4 separate regions of the Mus musculus genome follow, and all the other regions are linked to region 4. The links are chromatin contacts, called in public HiChIP or PLAC-seq and promoter capture Hi-C maps. All regions are on one chromosome and are shown on one strand. The core of a region is the stretch at or near the end of the contact, and the rest is flanking DNA. Distances in the headings are between cores, read along the strand shown.

Region 1 (2,800 bases), core at 55-2,554, 160 kb before region 4:
GGGAAAGCGACTGGTTTTTCTCAAAGGACTACTGTTGTTCAGTGGACACCTTGGAAGTGCTTCACTTTCTTGCCCGTCCCCGACACCCAATTTCAGTAGTCCAAGGTGGCCTGAAACTCACTATATTAAACTTTATTATATAGCCAAGAATGACCTTTAACTCCGGATCCTCCCGCTTCTACTTCCCACGGAGAACTGCACGATCGCCTGGCGTCTGAGGTGCATGGGTCAGGCTAAAGCAGGCACTGTCTTTTTAGTTGTGAAGACGGGAGAAAATGCCGTCAGCAAATATTTAATGAATAAGTAAATACACAATTACACCCTACAGTGTATGCTCAACAAATATAGTACGACTGCGGGCGTGCAGGGGAATGGCACCAACCAGACAAACTAATTAGGGTGGAAGAGGGAAAGGGGCTCCCAAGCTACTGTCGCCCCCCATTCCTACCTTGTGCAAAGCGCTTTGCAAACGTGGTGCGTTCCAGTCCTCGCCAACCAGTCTCATACGAAATGCATTTTCCCCGAGTCCAGCTCAGGCTCCCAACAGCAGAGTAGCAACGCACCGGCCAGCTTACAGAGCTGAAAGCGCAGGCGTCACGGGATCTCCATGCCTGGTGCTTTTTCTCCTGGAGCCTCCGGCCAGAAAGCTCTGTCTCCGCCACATTTAAAGCCTCATAGCACAGAATCAGCAAGGGCGCCACAGCGACACGCGCCCACCCGCATCCCTTGCTGGGCAACCGGTGCGACGCCCCACCCCTGCGCACTGGTACGTCCCTATACCCCGCCCTCGCGCTGATGGTACGTTCCACAGGCCACACCCCCAGCCTCATCTGTACATCCATTAGGCCCCGCCCCTTGGTAGGGTCAACCTTGCGTGGTTGGTACATTCCTCGAGTTTGTCCACACGTTCAGTTGTTATGTCCCTCAGGTCCTGCTCTCTTTACAGTTACCACATCTCTCACAGCTTGGCATTCGCGCAGTTAGTAGGTCCCTTAAGCATCTATCACGGTTCAGTTGACACATTCCGCCCCCACCAGTTGGTATGTCCCTCAGGCCTCGCCTCTGCCCGGCTGGTACACCACTTAGGCCCCGCCCCCGTTCTGTTGGTTCCTCCTTCTGGCTTCGCCCATTGATAAAGCCATGTTGACGCTCCGCCCCTGCGAAGTTGGTTGGTTTCCTCAGGCCCGGCCCCGCCCTACGGGTGAAACCTGGATTCTCGACGCCGCTCTTGCGTCTCACAGGCTCCGCCCCCGCGCAGTCGACGCGTCCCTTAGGCCCCGCCCTCTTCCGGGTCTAAGAGCCCGGCCCGCATGGCTGCTGGCAGACGTGTGGGACCTGGCCCGCCGTCGCGTCCCACCATGGCGCCGTGGAAGAAGAAGAGGCTGCGGAAACGCCGAACTGGGGCTTCCCAAGGCCGCGACAGCGACTCGGATGACGGCGAGTTCGAGATCCAGGCGGAGGATGACGCCCGGGCGAGGAAGGTAAGAGCGCGAGGGGGCTCCCTGTTCGGGCTCTCGGCCTGCGCCCTTCCGCTTGTCCGTCTCACTAATCGCGGTCCCTCATTGGGTCCCTTCGCGTGGGGGACGGGCTCGAGTTTACGCAGCCAATAGAAAGTGCAAGTGCGGAAGGTCCGCCTGAGTTTGGGGCGGTCTTAGATGAGAAAATTAAAGGGAAGGCCGGACCACTCTTCTGAGAAGCCGGTTTTAAACTAAACTAGTATTTACGGACTTATGTCGTGCTCTAGCTATGCCAGGCTCACCAGCAATGTCAGGGAGGACAGCAGGATTGGAACTGGGGATGGTCCGGTTCCAGTTGTATTCATCTTGGGGGATAGGTGTGATCACCAAGTGGGGCACAAAAGCCTATCGTTCATGACGCCCATCGTCTTGTGCATAGCGGGTATATCTGGTTCTCCATTTCTCCTTCCCAGCTCAGTCAATGAGCTGCACTCGTTAAGTGGTCAGTAAATGTGCAGAGACAGCTAGAGGCAATGAGAACGCTGGTGTTCATTGGCAAATACAAGAAGGCTGCTCCCGTGGTTCAGACCAAGGGTTTTGCTGAGGCCCAGTCCGGCACAGGCTGGCTGTAGTAAGACGTAATAAACTTTACAAGTCAAAACCCAGCCTGTGGGCTCTGAATGTAGCTTTGTTGATAGAGCGCTTGCCTGGCGTGTGCAGAGCCCTGGGTTTGAAGGCCATCACCAGGTAAAAGCAGGTATTGTGGCACACACCTGTAATCTTAGCTCCCAGGGTAGGAGTGGTGGCGGCAGGAGGATCAGGAGTCCAAGGCCACCCTGAGCTGGTAAGAGCGCCACCACCAATTCTTAATATTTTGCTGTACAAAAAAACCCAAAGGCTCCTCCAACCCGGGAAACACATGCTTATTAAAGGGCTTGTCGCACACCTGATGTAAATATGAACGGGAGAGCAGCCAAGTTCACACTGTACCATTACCCTCCACCAAAAATAAATAAATAAAGATGAAAAAAAGCAAGCCGGGCAGTGGTGGCACACGCTTTTAATCCCAGCACTCGGGAGGCAGAGGCAGGTGGATTTCTGAGTTCGAGGCCAGCCTGGTCTACAGAGTGAGTTCCAGGATAGCCAGGGCTATACAGAGAAACCCTGTCTCGAAAAACAAACAAACAAATAAACAAACAAAAAACAAAAACTAAAAAAACAAAAAGAAAAAACCCAACATCTTTGTGCGGTGCAATGAAACCAGAATATTACATTGGGTGCAGAGTCTGTTGACTTAGGATCAGTGGGGAAAGCCTTTTTCTTTCTTTTCTTTTCTTTTCTTT
Region 2 (2,700 bases), core at 102-2,601, 130 kb before region 4:
TGGAATCTGGACACTCCATCAGGGTGCCCGGGGACCTGGATGACTTGTCTCTATAACCCTAGGGGCAAAATACCCAGGCAAAGGTGTCTGTCCAGGTGTGTGTGTGTGTGTGTGTGTGTGTGTGTGTGCAGGGAAACCACAGGGCAAATCTTCTTCCTCCCCAGAAAAACGTAGAGTTACTGCTGCAGATGGTGGTAGGCAGGGGGTGGGGGGTGGGGGTGGGGGAGGCAGGGGTGGAGGAGGAGGGGCTGCTGCAGTTTTGGACTCAACCCTGGGTCATCCCTGGGTTGGCCTGCTGTGGTCTTCCCGGAAACCCACCAGGATAGAATTCCAGGGTACCAGCTCACTTCCATCTGGAATGGGTGCTGGCTGGGAAGAGGGGGAGGGAGGGTATTCAGACCACTAGGTGGCTCCAGTTCCAGGGGCTGGGCAGGTGCTCCCAGGGCTAGGCAGGTGCTCCCAGTCCTGCCAGTCAGGGCAGTTGCAGGTGACCTCATTCTGCACTCCCATGGGTGCCCGGCCCTAAGTTGCCCTTGCCAGCCTTTCTGAATACTCCCCAGTTAGTTAAACCACAGACTTCGAGAAGGAAGGTAGCTCTGCCAGCGTCTACCCTGGGACAAGCCTTCTGTTCACATGATCCCATTTAAAACTCGCAAAGGCACAAAGCATCTTGGGAACGGAGGAAAAAGGAAGAAGAGCTTTGCGTGGGGGGTGTGGAAGGGCCTCCTAAAAGCCTTGCCAGGAGACGTGACATTTAAGGCACACCTTGAAGAAGAAGAACAACAAAAAATACCGTATGCTCTGTGCCTGATTAGGTGTGTACCACTCTTCTGAGGCCCGTGTGGGAGTATCTCATTTAATTCTCTCTCAACCCTGTAAATGAGACACGTGTCGTGTCATGCTCCCTGAACAGATGAGAAAACTAAACCGAGGAACAGAGAGGTTAAGTGACTGACTCATCTAAGACCAGGCATTACCACATCTACCAAATGGCAGCAGAGTCAGAACTCAAACCCAGAAAGGAGACTTCTGGCAAGTGTCCCCCACCTCTCAGGACCCCAATTTGTGTGTGTGTGTTTATTTTGGTTTTTTGTTTTGTTTTGTTTTTAAATCCATAGATAGAGGGCTCCCATGACATACAGAGTTGCCGAGGGCTCAAAACTGAGATAATCCCCATGAAAGGCTCAAGCCGTGCCTGGAACTTGGTTAAGTGTTCGAGGATTGCAGATGGCTCTTATCGTGCCGCCCGGGCGGTGTTATCTCCGCGCCTCCCCTCCCCCTGCGGCCGCGGCTTCCTCCCCCGCAGTGGCAGCCGGTGACGTGGGAGCCTCCGCTGGCACACTCCGGGTTTAATTGGAGACGAAGAGAAGATGCAAGGGGATGTTCGAGGTCCCTCCCTCCACTCGCATCAGACCCCCAGGGAGCGTGCGCCGCCTGCCGCCCAGAGAGAGTACTGTTCCGGGACCCCGAGGCTGGTGTTGGGGTGGCAGGTGGAGGAGGTGGGAGAGGTGTGGAGGTGCTGGGTTGAGGGCCGGCAGGAGACACCCGGGTTCTTGGAGGGTTCAAAATAAGCTCAGTAACAGCCTGCAGCCCTGCTTGACTGCTCGCGCCTCCTCCACCCCACCCCTTGACCCATAGCGCCTGGGGGGTCCCCGGCTGAGTGCAGTAGCCTGGGGTGCCAGCAGGGGGCGCTCGCGTAGGGGTTCAGGGCGGGCGGGGCAGCTGCGGGGGGCGGGATCGGGAGGGACCTCCCGGGCGGCAGACGCCTGGCTCAGCCTGCCCAGATCGCAGCGCACAGCTACCTGTAGCTCTGGACGCATGTCCCCTTCCGGGACCCAGCACGCCTCCCTCCTAGCCCTGCATCCAGCCCACTCGCACCCCAGACCCGGACACGTGGGAACCGGCTGACAGCGTGCTTGGCCCGCAGCTGATGACATGTAGGGTCACCTCCTGGTCCAGCCTCAGAACCTCGGCAGACTCCTTGCCTGGAAAGTTTGGGACTGTGCGACATGGCCAAGAGCGGCTCGCTGAGTATCCGCGTGGTGGAGGGACGAGCACTGCCCGCCAAGGACGTGTGAGTCCCCGGGTGCCCACTGGGGTGCGTAGAAGGGTTGTGGGGAGCCCTGTTTAGGACCCGCTGCTGGGGATCCGCCCTCCCTATTCTGTGGGAGGGGGCGCCCAGGCTTAGCAGGTGCGGCACCTTGCTCCCTCCACCTCCACCCCACCCCCGGGAAGGAGGGTGTCTTTGTTCTAGGATGTCCCCAAGTGGGTCTTACAGGACGGGTTAAAGGAGCTCTGGACTGGGTACTCTTAGAGCCTAGGAGGGGGTTGAGCGATCCCTTCCTTAGCTCCAGCAGGTGTTGGAGGTGGGGCTTCTCCGAGCGACAGAAGAGGCTATCCAGAGACCACTAGGGGTAGAGCCCCTGAGGGCTGTGATCCAGACTGACCCCAAGATTTTTCATGCCTTAGGGGTGGTGTTTAGATTTGCAGCGCTTCACCAGGTGGTCCTCTAACCCGGAACCCCGGTTTTGTACCTGCAAACCTAGGGTGGACTATCTCAGATCTCCAAGTGATCTAAGAGACACTCGCAGGTGCACGTGTGATAGGTCTGGGGGCGCTGGGCTCCTCGGCCCCTGTCCTTGGCTCTGGTTCTCCGGGGCGGAGTCAACAAGTGCTGACTCAGCAGAATGGGGCTGGGGG
Region 3 (2,863 bases), core at 337-2,836, 190 kb before region 4:
GTGGCGGCAGCGGAGATAAACACCACTTTCTGCAGCAGCCTGCTAAGCCTGAAAGACTCTGCCTGGCAAAGTTCCTGCAAGTGGGGGGTGGGGAGGGGGTTGTTCGTTTGTGTTTTTTGTTTTCCTTTTCCAGATTTGAGAATTTATTTTGCTTGGAAATCTCAACAAGGGGAGACAGAAGAGGAACTCCCACAAGATACCCGTCATTTGGCTGCCTAAAGAACTGCAGTGTGTTTTGAATTTTGGCTTAACTCTCTCCTCCCCCAGTGCCTTGCATAGACTAGGCTCACACTTCTAACGCACTCCACAGCAGAGGGATTACAAGGATGTACTTTGAGGCCATGAGGAGGAGGCTCTAACAGTGTGTTCTCGCTATTCACTTGGAAGGCAAGAAGCTCTCCCAACGCATGACAACAGGTTTCTAATGTTCGTCACTAGCATCCTAGGGAGATCCTCCCAGTGGGTTTTACATTTTAACAGCGGGATGCATGACTCCATTCTAACATGCCTGGTCTCACCTCAATGGCTCTCGCCTGGAGTGACTTTGTCCCCACTGTCTAGAAATATTTCCAGCATCACAACTTGGGATTGATTGCGAGGGAGTCCAGAGAGGCTACTGAACATCTACAGTACACAGCTGTAGACCCCACCCACAGGAAACAACCTCCTGGCTCCGACTCAACGGCTCTGCCCTCAGTTGGTTAGCGCCCACTTGATACATGAGGCAGCTTAGCGTGGCCTCTCCCAAGTAAAGAGCCACAAGTAGTCATGGAACGCAGGGGACACTGCCCACTTCAGCGCAGCCCCACCAACTATTCCTAGAAACTGCACTCCACTTAGGCGAAATCCACCAACCGCTTTCTTGTTTTTTGTCTTTGGTGGTAGGGATATCCCTATGGAGCTTTGAAGCTTTGAAGTTGCCATTCTCCTGCCTTTGCCTCCTGAAGAGCCTATGACTTTTCAAAGAGAAAGAAACGGGGCCCAGAGAGGGTAAGTAAACTGTCCAAGGTCACACAGCAGACTCGGAGCTCCTAAGGTCCAGCCCTTTGGCAGACCTTGGTTCTCTCTCTAGCGGAGACCCAGCGAGTCACCCCTGGGGTAAGGTCACCCCTGGAAGAAGGTCCCGGAATCAGATAGCTAGCTGCCATCCTGCGATCTGTCCCCTGAGGCAGACTGACCCAGGCAGGAGTCCCCGGCCAGGTCACAAGAGGACACAGCAGGGAGGTGAGCAGGGAGGAAGGGTCGCTCGGGGGCTCTAGCTCCCCACGATCCCCATCGCGATCCGGGTCGCCCCAGGAAGTCAGGCCAAAGAAAAGGGGTGCAGAGAGAAGGGGATCCGCAAGGAGAGAGCATGCCGGCCACCTCCCAGGGCCCCGCCTCGGGCTTCTGGAGCACTCAGCCCCAGCCCCTTCTCTGCACCTTCTGACCCCTGACCCTTGCCCTCGGGCCAAGATCGCGCACCCCTCGGATCCTTACACGCGCCGTCCCGGGATCCCGCACTGTGCACTGGGTCTGCACAGCGTAGCTCAGCCCGCAGTTGCCGCCGCCAATATCCCCAGCGCGGAGCCTCAGCAGCCGCCACCGCCGCCTCACCGCTGCCACAGCGGCAGCTGCGCCAGCCTTCGCATCCGCCGACTCCTGTCACTCAGCCCCGAAAGCCCCGCCCACGGCCCTAGGCCACAGCCTACTGGCCATCAGAGGGGTCGCAATGAAATTTGACAGGGTAGACTACACGTCACTCAGCGTTCTCACAGCCCTCCTCCCAAAGGGAGGGCGGGGCGAGGAAGCAACACCCCTTTCCTCCCCACCCCACCCCCACCCCCGCCTCACTCGCGCAACCAACAGGAATCCTGCGTCTTTCCATTGGCGAAACGTCAGAGAGGCGGGGATTTTGATTGGCCATCTTTCAGGAGGCGGAGCCAACGCAACCCGATTCGAAGTTAAATGGTGAAAAAGAATGTCAGTCAAACTCAAAGTCCCGCCTTCTAAGAGTGGCTCGTAACCTAGCAACATAAGGGCCGCCGAGTTGCTTAACTGTGGGCCAAGAAACTTGCATCTTGAGGAGCTGGTGAGTGACAGCGGGGAAGCCCCAGGCTGCAGGCTGTGTGCACCTAGTAGGCACGCCGTCCAGTGATTTCTCCCCTCCAGGCGTCCGCGCCCCACTTGCCATCCCGTCCAGCTCCAGGTCCTCACTCCCTTGCCCAACCTCCATCCTGTCCTCCTCTAGGCCTCCTGCAAGCACCATCAAGTATCCTCTTCTGATAGTCTTGCTTCCTGTCTGGTCCACCTGCCATTTCATAGTCCCTCTCCTCATCTCTTACTGATACCATTTGTGAAGTTCACATCGAGTGAACTTAGTTCAAGTAATTGGATGGGTTGGTTTGTTTTGGTGCCCACTGTCCGCACTATGTTCAGAGGTCAGCTTGCTGGGTGCGTGACCCCCTTCAGTGTATGCTTAAAATAAGGATTTGTTGTTTGTTTTGATTTTGGAACAAGGTCTCACTATGTAGTCTCGAACTCACTCTGTAGACCAGGCTAGCCTCAGACTCACAGAGATCCACCAGTCTTTGCCTTTGAGTACTGGGATTAAAAGCATGTGCCACCACCCTTGGTCTAATTAGGTTTTTTCCCCTTTAATTGTTAAAGTTTTATTATCATTATTAATATTATTATCACTATGTCTGCGTTGGTGGGGTATGTGAATGTGAATACAGACAAAGGGTTTTGGATCCTCTGGAGCTAAAATTAATTACGGGTGGGCAGTTGTGAGCCACCTGTCATAGGTGCAGGGGACTAAACTCTAGTCCTTTCAAAAAGCCGTACACGCTCTTTTAAAATAACGTAAAGCTTTATTTATTTTTAC
Region 4 (2,700 bases), core at 91-2,590:
CTCTTTGGGCGGTTGAAAGGAGACTTTGTAGCCTCTGGTGGACCACACCTGTAACCCCCAGTACACAAGGGCCAAGTTAGGTCTGAAATAATGGCCTGGTGATGTTTATATTACTCACTGCTCATATATTACTCACTGCTCATCAACCCTCACCCGAGGACCTCTCCACTCTCTAATGCAACTGTGCCCTAAACTGTTCCTGGCCTGAGGTATATCGCTTGGGAGACTGGGAGGAGGGGAGAGCCTGTGCAGCTTACAGAAGGCCTGGTCTCTGCTGGTGAAGACTTTCCAGTGGGGCCCACTTCCCTAGGCTCAGTAAGGAAGACCAATAGATTCATTGTTTCCCAGAGTGACCTGTGGCGGATTGTTTCCTGTTAACCCCTGGGGCTTTAGGAGGAGGGATACACATCCCCCATTCCCTAGAAGGAATTCAGCCACACCTGAGATGCAGAAGCAGGCTCTGTCTCCCAGACCCAAGCCTCCTTCCACATCTCCAGCTCAGATGCAGCCTCAGGAACTGTCAGGTGACCCGAGACCTGCCCAGGACAATCTCTAGTCTCACTGTGCCCCTCCTAGGTCCCTATGATGCCCCTGCATCAGCAGGTTTACCAGGCTTAAGGCGGCTCAGAGTTTATCTCCCCCTAGTTCTCTGAGAAGCCAAAGGTTCTTGGGCGGCCTGGCAGGATGCCCAGGTGACACAGTGTGGCTTAGAGTAGCAGCTCAGCTCCACTCAGCCTCAGTTTCCCCACTCCTAAAGCTGGCAGTAATCCCTACCTCAGGTGCCATGTTGGTGAGGGAGTCTGTGTGCTTTAGCCGGGTCATGTTCTTTTTCTCAAAGACTGGGTCCCAATGGGTGTGAGTGCGTGATCCCCCTGCCTCAGATCAGCGAGGCTCAGGCAGTGTGAAGTTAGAGTCTGAGTGATTGAGTGAATGAGTGAATGAGACAGCCTTTAGGAGAGCATAGGAAGCCATCAGGTGACCCAGTGTGGCCCTGGCTGGGCCTTTACCCTGGAAGTGTAACTTGGGTTTTGATGCCTCAGTTTCCCCACAGACTGGCTGGTTATAGCAACACCTGAGCCATCCCTCAAGAAGACCCTGAAGGTGTTTGCCCTGGGGTGCCCCACCCTCTCACCTTGGCAATCCTTATCACTCTTGGTCTCTGTGACCCTCGGGCTCTGTGCTGCTGTAGGGTGATGTTTAGCGACCCCAGAGCACCCCGTACGGCTGCTGTGAACTCAGGGGCTGGGTGCAGGTTGTGGGCCACCAGCTTATCCAGAGCTCCGGCTGGCGTGTGGAACAGGTCCATGTTGACCGGTACTCTCAGTAGAGTTTCGTTTCTCTCCAGGGCTTCTTGGGGGTGTTCCTGAGGTGACAGTGGGTGTGTTCCCTGAGTCACCTCCCTTCACTTTCGTTTTCTCCTCCCTGCTGAGTTCCTCTCTTCCCTGACTCAGGCTCAGGGTGTTTGTTGAGATTATCTGTTTATGGTTCTGCTGTCTCCTGGTGTGACTTCTGACCCTCTGGGCAGCCTGGGAACATTGGGGACCAGGCTCACAGGTCCCCTAGGTCCCCTGAGGCTTCCTGACCTCCTATTTGGGGACCCAAGATAGGCTGCCACAGAGCACCTCAGAGCCAGGCCTGAGGAAGCAGAGCCCCCCACAGTCCTCCCCACCCAAGTTCTCATCTATTGTTTTGCTGTGCTGCCCTGTGTTAACCTCTCTGGGCCTCAGTTTTTTCCATCTGTAAAAATGGGGTTATATTAATGAGCCTCCATTAAATGCCTGGTAGTGGTCTTAACATAAGTATGCAGGGTGGCAGATGGACAGAGAGGTTGAGTAAGTCATCTAGCATCACACAGCATGACTGTCAGAGTTAGAATCTGAACCCAGGTCTTCCAGTCCCAGGCATCCTGACTTTTTGCTCCTTGCTCTGCTGAGGCACAACGATGCTCCAAGAGGAGACATCAGATTGATGAGTGTGAGGCCCTTGGCTGGGGCTGCACAAAGGACTAAGGTAAGAAATGAGGGCTTCTGTGCTTAGCGCCCTGTTTGTGGGAGGAGATGCTGAAGACAGAAGCAAGGGCAAGTTCAGATTGGAGGCCAAGTGATGGTTCTGCTGCACGCCTGCGTGTTTGTGTGTGTGCATGTGTCTGTGTGTGTGTGTAGGGCATGTGTGTCGGAACATGTGTGTCTGTACTTGTGTGCGCGTGCATGTGCATATGTGTTCACACATGTGTATGTGTGCATGTGAGTGTCTGTCTGTGTATGTATTCATACGTCTGTACATGTGCACATGTGTGCGTGTACATGCGTGTCTGCATCTCTGTGTATGTGTGTGTGCGTGTGTGTCTGCCAGCCAAAACTGCACAAGTGTGGAACAGAGAGTCCGGTTTGTGTGTGTTGAGAACCTAGTGTCTTCAAGTGCTAATCACAGCTGACAGTGTGTGTGTGTGTGTGTGTGTGTGTGTGTGTGAGAGAGAGAGAGAGAGAGAGAGAGAGAGAACTGATATGAATAGGCTATAGTCTGGGGGGCACGATTTGAACACTCCAGGACAGAATATCTTTTTAGATGACAGTGTAATGATGTGGCCATCTAAACCCATCACCTGCCTCAGTCATCACACAGCTTGGCTCTGTTCACTGGAAGAGGCCATGGCCCTGGGGATTGAAAGGATCCAAAGGCATCCTTAGTCTCCTGTGGTCA

The links. HiChIP or PLAC-seq counts read pairs in DNA pulled down with a chosen protein or histone mark. Capture Hi-C pulls out chosen DNA fragments and counts their contacts.
Region 1: an H3K4me3 HiChIP or PLAC-seq map of embryonic stem cells shows a contact between it and region 4, with 7 times the contacts expected there. The contact joins the promoter of Ddx54 here to the promoter of Oas3 in region 4. A contact is called at or near these places in 5 of 39 promoter capture datasets (the C10 cell line, embryonic stem cells, hippocampal neurons and 2 more), 1 of 15 datasets of contacts at CTCF or cohesin (embryonic stem cells), 4 of 484 Hi-C or Micro-C datasets (CD8 T cells, Th1 cells, embryonic stem cells and 1 more), 14 of 115 datasets of contacts at active chromatin or transcription factors (the SCID.adh cell line, bone marrow-derived macrophages, effector CD8 T cells and 5 more) and 3 of 9 other capture datasets (adipose tissue, liver and pancreatic islet).
Region 2: an HNF4G HiChIP or PLAC-seq map of pancreatic cancer cells shows a contact between it and region 4. The contact joins the promoter of Rasal1 here to the promoter of Oas3 in region 4. A contact is called at or near these places in 1 of 39 promoter capture datasets (embryonic stem cells), 1 of 15 datasets of contacts at CTCF or cohesin (embryonic stem cells), 2 of 484 Hi-C or Micro-C datasets (CD8 T cells and embryonic stem cells), 10 of 115 datasets of contacts at active chromatin or transcription factors (CD8 T cells, the SCID.adh cell line, bone marrow-derived macrophages and 4 more) and 4 of 9 other capture datasets (adipose tissue, embryonic stem cells, liver and 1 more).
Region 3: a promoter capture Hi-C map of liver shows a contact between it and region 4. The contact joins the promoter of Tpcn1 here to the promoter of Oas3 in region 4. A contact is called at or near these places in 2 of 39 promoter capture datasets (macrophages and stem cell-derived epiblast-like cells), 1 of 15 datasets of contacts at CTCF or cohesin (CD8 T cells), 2 of 115 datasets of contacts at active chromatin or transcription factors (bone marrow-derived macrophages and effector CD8 T cells) and 1 of 9 other capture datasets (liver).

The regions. Positions count from the first base shown.
Region 1 is chr5:120,611,826-120,614,625 of GRCm38.p6, forward strand. Ddx54 (DEAD box helicase 54) reads left to right here and starts at 1,305. Exons shown (of 20, transcript NM_028041.2): 1 at 1,305-1,481. The coding sequence starts at 1,311. It overlaps Rita1 (RBPJ interacting and tubulin associated 1), which reads right to left and starts at 764. Exons shown (of 3, transcript NM_029096.3): 1 at 449-764.
Region 2 is chr5:120,647,461-120,650,160 of GRCm38.p6, forward strand. It overlaps Rasal1 (RAS protein activator like 1 (GAP1 like)), which reads left to right and starts at 1,352. Exons shown (of 22, transcript NM_001359144.1): 1 at 1,352-1,450; 2 at 1,928-2,074. The coding sequence starts at 2,010.
Region 3 is chr5:120,587,027-120,589,889 of GRCm38.p6, forward strand. Tpcn1 (two pore channel 1) reads right to left here and starts at 1,587. Exons shown (of 28, transcript NM_145853.2): 1 at 1,477-1,587. It overlaps Iqcd (IQ motif containing D), which reads left to right and starts at 1,997. Exons shown (of 5, transcript NM_029408.2): 1 at 1,997-2,068.
Region 4 is chr5:120,776,319-120,779,018 of GRCm38.p6, forward strand. It overlaps Oas3 (2'-5' oligoadenylate synthetase 3), which reads right to left and starts at 1,341. Exons shown (of 16, transcript NM_145226.2): 1 at 1,133-1,341. The coding sequence starts at 1,306.